Regions from separate parts of the Aphis gossypii genome. Here region 2 is linked to region 1. A link is a contact called in public Hi-C data. All regions are on one chromosome and are shown on one strand. The core of a region is the stretch at or near the end of the contact, and the rest is flanking DNA. Distances in the headings are between cores, read along the strand shown. Region 1 holds the start of LOC114130274 (bromodomain-containing protein 3-like). Region 2 holds the start of LOC114130275 (death domain-associated protein 6-like).

Region 1 (3,018 bases), core at 145-2,644:
TACAACGTTATAACATAATATCCATACATCATAATATAATATAATAATATTATAGTATAGTATTTTTATATTTTATAAAATTATTATTATTATTTGTTTTGTAATATTTTATTAATAACCGCCGCGACCAGTAACTGGACGGCGGCCGCGACATGTACGTGGTGCGCGCCGCTTGTGTGTGGCTCGCGTTGCCGCGCTTGTGAATGCGTGTGTGCGTGCGAGACTTGTGCGTGTGTGTGTGTGTACGCGCGCGCTTTTACGTGTACATAACGTACGTGTATGAGCGCGCGCGCGTGTGTGTGTGAGTGTGAATGTGTGCGTAAGCCGCCAATACACACGGTAAGCGTTATTTTACGGTTTTGGCGCTTACGCCGACATCAACATGGCGGGTTCCCCCGCGCCCGCTCCCCCCGACAAAAAGACGACGGCGGTTCCCCGGGGGGGTACCGGACACGGAATTTTTTATTTTTTCTTTCGACGAACGTGAAAAAACGCGCGACGTATACCTACCTACCTACCTACCTATACGGCTCTATCCGAGTACCTAGCTCGATTTTGCGAAAAGCTCGCCAGTCTCTAAGCGCGCGCGCGCGTTTTAAACGGGCGCCTAGCACCTGACGGATAAACGTACCTGTCGACTGTGGCTGAAACATACATAAACGGTACGCTGGAGCTAATAACGTGAACAACGGCGGCGACAGGACGTGATGGTGGCGTATCGCGCGACGAACGACTTCCCGGCGGCGTCGAGGTGGTAACCCGACGGCTCGACCACCATTATTATCGTTGAACGTGTATTTATGTCGCTGACGTCGTCGTCGTCGTCGTTGTCGTCGCCGTTACTATTACTATTATTGTTATTGTTATTGTTATTATTATTACTGCGGTCTGCGACGGCTACGGCTGCGGCTGCGGTGGCGGCGGCGGCGGTAACACGGCGCGCACTCGTCGGTCGCACGTCGACGTATTTCCCGTGTGGTTGATGGCACGCGCGCACGGGCGAAAACACCTATTCCCGCTAATTCGGCACTACGCGGTCATTTCTCGAATGCCCACTACGGTCCCGGCGCATCGGCTGTAAATTAATTTCCGTACCAAAAACGGAGAAACTCGCATATACGACCATTAATGCCCGAAAACTACCGACTAGCGGGCGGGACGGGGTGGTGTATTAGGATGCAACGTCCCCATTGGCCGAGCCGGGTCACGTGACGCGCATCATTACGATTCCGATCGATTTTCCGAGAGCTAAATCTCTTCGATTCCACCGATCTTTCTTGGGCTTGGACGCTCAGCCGTCGCTTTCGACCGTTTGCGAACCAAGCCCACAGCGTTTTTCCGCTTACGGATAGTGTCCGCGTTTATGCGGCGACAACCGTTCGGCCGGAATGCTATAGCGTTTGCGGTGGAGAAAGGGCACCGACGCTCGTTTTTCGCCCCGTCCGTCAGCGAGACGACGGACAAACGTTCATGGAGCAAACGCGACACGTCAACAGTGGTCCCATTGTTTTGACTCACCAGTGCCGCCAACCGCGTGACCCTGATATTTAACGTATTTTTCCTATCATCGACATTTGTGATTCGTCGTCACAATCGTTAATCAGATACTACTACACGTCTCTTCTACGCATGACCAAAATTATATAAATAATAAATATCACGAGAAATTTCTGAATTTGATTCAAACATGTTAGTGATGTACTGATGTTACTATTGTTACGCTCATTGTAGCTCGTCTCTTACCATTTTAATTAATTGTTATTTTTTGTTAGTGAAGTAAATGTACATATCATAATCTGCACTATAAATGTTGCATTATTCTCATTATTGAATTATTCATATTTCACATTTTGAATTTTCAGCGGGATAAATATTTTTTAAGGGAACGTCATACCACTCATACCCGTATTTGTTATCTCCATCTAACACATGTAACAAATCTACCGGTTAATTTTTACCGGTAGTTTATTTTTTGTTTTAATTTTAAAATGAGTTATGTCACTAAAAAGAAGATTATAAAAAATAAGTAAATAATCTTCATTTATTTAAATTTCCCAATTATATACAACTTGTTTTAAATTAAAAGGTTGAAAAAATATCTTCCATATTATCTATACTTGAGGTAATAATATATTATAATCAATACCTCAATATTAGTACCATACCATATTATATAGTTGTTAAATACAATAAAAGTACTGTGGCGGCGTTAGGCGTGGGTGGTGTGGGCCATTGCCCACGGCCTCGCACCTCAAAGAGCCTCGCGTCCTTTGTTACTTAAATAATATTTATTAAAAAAATTTTAAAAAGGGCCTCTTTAAGTCTACTTCGCCCACATATAAATTTTACCTCGCGACGTCACTATAAAAGTAAAAAATATAAACAGATATTAGACATGACTATTGGATTGTATGACTAAAATTTTATTTGAGTTATGTTTCTTCTCCAAACATCGAAAAAACAATTTCAATTAAATAATGTTGAATAATAATTTTATTTTAGCATTTATTGTTTTTCTGACCTTCACAGTCATGGAACCATTTCATGCACTCTAGAGTGTAGTTTTTTAACTAGTTGATTGTTTGACTTAATCGATCTTAATTATAGGTGCATGTTCTTTTATAATCCTCAAGTTATGGTCCGTGGTCCTGTTCGTACAATCATGTTTATAGCTATTACCTATATAATATAGGCTATCTCCCAATATGCGGTCTACCACAAACATGAATTATAAAATATTAACTTATGGACATCGGTTAAAGAATTTGTTGTGTTCTGTCACTCCGTGAAGATAAAAACTGCAAATAAATAATGTTCAGTCGGATCAATTTTTTTTTGCATTTGACTATTAAAGTACCTATTGTATCATTATTAGTTAATAGAGTAAATCGACCAATTTAAAGGTAAGAATATTATTTGGGGAATCTCAAAGACTTGTTATTATTAAAGTTTATTATTATACATACAAAAAGAAATAGTTATAATTTAAGAAGTTAAAATAAAGTATCAAGTGCCTTA
Region 2 (3,018 bases), core at 330-2,829, 290 kb before region 1:
TAAATAATTTAATATATAATAATAGTTATATGTTAAAAATAAAATAAATATTGTATACTAGGTATGTTAAAAACTGTTATTTCTATAAAAACTGTCATACCTTAAAAATATAATAAAAATGTATAAAAAAATACAAAAAGTTTTAATTATTTTATAAACATGCCATTTATTTTGTTAATATAATATACAATATAAATAACTATATAAGGTATAAGACCGTTTTTATAAAATAACAATTTTTAACATAATATACAATACCTATTTTATTTTTCATATAATATAATTTATAAAATAATATAATACTACCGATATAATGCCACTGAGGATTTTTTTGTGGGGATTTTTTTTCCAACTACCAAACAATACTTATGGATATTAAGTATACTTATCATCTATTCTATTAGTTCGTGATTCTGTGCATGCACTTCATAGATCAGCTGTGATATTAGTTAATAGGTCTATGGCATGGCTAAATATATTTAGCCATGGTCTATGGCATAGAGTAGTCTATGATCACGAATTAAGATAGGTATATCTAAGGTGGATATATATCCACCTTGGGTATATCTTAATTGGGAGGCAAAAAAAATGACCACGGAAAAAAACCCAAATTAAAAAACACACGCCGGAAAAAAAGCCCACGGAAATAAAGTGCTATCATTGTAATCTTATATTATGAAATATTTTATAAACTGTGATTGATTGTTAATTATACAATGGATTTACAATCATATAATATATTTTTAATAATAAATAATAATATTTTTAAAATAATTTTGTCATATAATTATTTAATAGAACATAGGAACAAAATATTAAAAATACAAAATATTCTCGTTTGTGGTAACATAATAATAACTAATAATTATAATACGAGAGATCACATAGTCATAATAATTAAATAATATAATAATTAAAAAAAATAATTTTTGATAAGTAGTCAATAAAAAAAAAGTTAAACTTATTTAAGCAAAATCAACATTTATTAAGGGTTAATTAATAATCATTGATTACATTTGCCTAATTTGAGACAATAATAAAATGGTGTCAAAACGATAACAATCAATAGTTAATACTATTAGTATTAGTAGTATTACTAATACTACTTTTATACAATAGTAAATTGTTGAATTATAAGGTTAATTATAATAATAACTTGTAGGCTATATCTATACATAAAAAAATTAAAATTAACTTGACTGAATAACAATGATAATTAACAACAAAAAAGCTAAGTTAAAACAATATAAAATTTAATTGAATTTCTAAAAAGTATGTATGTAGGTACCTATGTATAATTTAATTAAGTATTATATTTTACTACTGTGAATATTATTTAAAATATGTATCTATAAATAAATGGAAATATATTATGTATAATATATTTTTTTGGGCTTTTTTTCCGGCGTGTGTTTTTTAGTTTGGGTTTTTTTTCCGTAGGTTTTTTTTTTGGGTTTTTTTTCCGTGGGTTTTTTTTCCGCGATTCATCTTAATTCGTGTCTTTGATGTACTTCGCTGTTCTTATTCCATGATTAACGTTATCATAATGATGATAATAATTTGGCTTTGGCAAAAACGGAAAAGAAATGGTTGTAGGTATGGACATATTTTTAAGATTATCTATGGACTACGGGTTATAACCGTTCGCGCGGCTACCGGTTTCGCTATTTTGTACTTTACTTTAAATGTAGTAAATATGTCGATTTTTTAACATGTGAGTAAATACAGATTGTTTTTTTTTTGTAAATTGTATTCCATGTGTGACGCGAGAATTTAAGTTTACTTAAAATAAAATAAGTGGCACACGCTGTACACGTCTACACGACTTTCTAATTGCTATCACATCGTACCCACTCTTGATTTAAAAACTGATATTGGTTTTTAATATTTATTATTTTGCTAATTTGGTATACAGTTCTTTGATCTGAAGCGATGGCCGATAAGGTCTCTAATTGATGTCTTTTATTGTTGTAGGTATGTAAAGCTACTCACTATTCCGACTTGTTGCATTCATTGTTAAATGTTATTATTCAATTGCCAATCGCCCAATTATTACAATTTGAAATTGTATTGAGTTAGAAGCACTTGTGCAATTGGGCATTGGGATTCAAATGTACACGAGCTTTTTGTAGAACCATTTATTCGAAAGCCTCGACGAAAGCATTGCAATTCATTTGGTCTGACTTGCCAGTAATTTTATTTTATGTCATCTAATAAAATGATAATTACTCAAAAGGAAAAGTACTTATTTTCGTTTTTAATTTGAATCAAAATCTACTTATCAGTTATTGTCGGACAAAACGTTGTGTTCCACTGTTAAAATGTCAGAAATTGAAATCTCATCCGGACCGGAAGATAGTGAACCAGATGTATGTATAATACTTTGATAAAGTCTTATCTTAAACAAAATAGTTAAATTCACTGTTACTTATCGATAGAAACACTTATTACTATAATCATAGACCTTTTAAAAAGGTAAAAGGTAAAAGGTCTATGACTATAATACAAAAAATATTTAACTGACATCTAACATATTTTAATAATATTAAAACTAGATATTAGATATCAGCTTGGTGCTTTATGGGATTTATAAATTGTAAGAGAACGCCAAATTCACATATCTTGTCTTAGTCTTATAAACTTATAACTCAACAATTCTGCATAGCTAATAAGTAAAACAAATGTTGTTTTTAGTTTTAATATTAGAGTTAATTGAGCTGTTATTAAATTTAAAGATAAGAATATTATCTTAGCCAACATTACATAAGATTTATTAATATTTAAATTTTAAACAAGTTATAAGCATTTTAAAATTATAAATTATATTACTATATTTCATATATTTATAACTTAAATTAACTATAAAAGCCTATATGGTGCATTTAATAATATTCTTACCTTAAAGTAAGTTTGATATTAGGTTATTTATTCTAATATTAAAGCTAACAATAATTGAGTCTGCTTAACAAAAGGCATGTTGTACATTTGTAAGATTTAGTCAACATACATGCTTTTAGT

What was found. A called contact is a pair of places that touch in the nucleus more often than the background predicts.
Region 2: a contact with region 1 is called in a Hi-C map of whole body, with 2.9 times the contacts expected there. The contact joins the promoter of LOC114130275 here to the promoter of LOC114130274 in region 1. A contact is called at or near these places in 2 of 2 Hi-C or Micro-C datasets (both in whole body).

What each region holds. Positions count from the first base shown.
Region 1 is chr3:13,478,784-13,481,801 of ASM2018417v2, reverse strand. LOC114130274 (bromodomain-containing protein 3-like) reads right to left here and starts at 1,394. Exons shown (of 24, transcript XM_027995214.2): 1 at 632-1,394. The coding sequence starts at 657. LOC114130281 (a long non-coding RNA gene) reads right to left here. Exons shown (of 2, transcript XR_003592906.2): 2 at 2,401-2,798.
Region 2 is chr3:13,765,303-13,768,320 of ASM2018417v2, reverse strand. It overlaps LOC114130275 (death domain-associated protein 6-like), which reads left to right and starts at 1,579. Exons shown (of 15, transcript XM_050203685.1): 1 at 1,579-1,714; 2 at 1,975-2,369. The coding sequence starts at 2,322.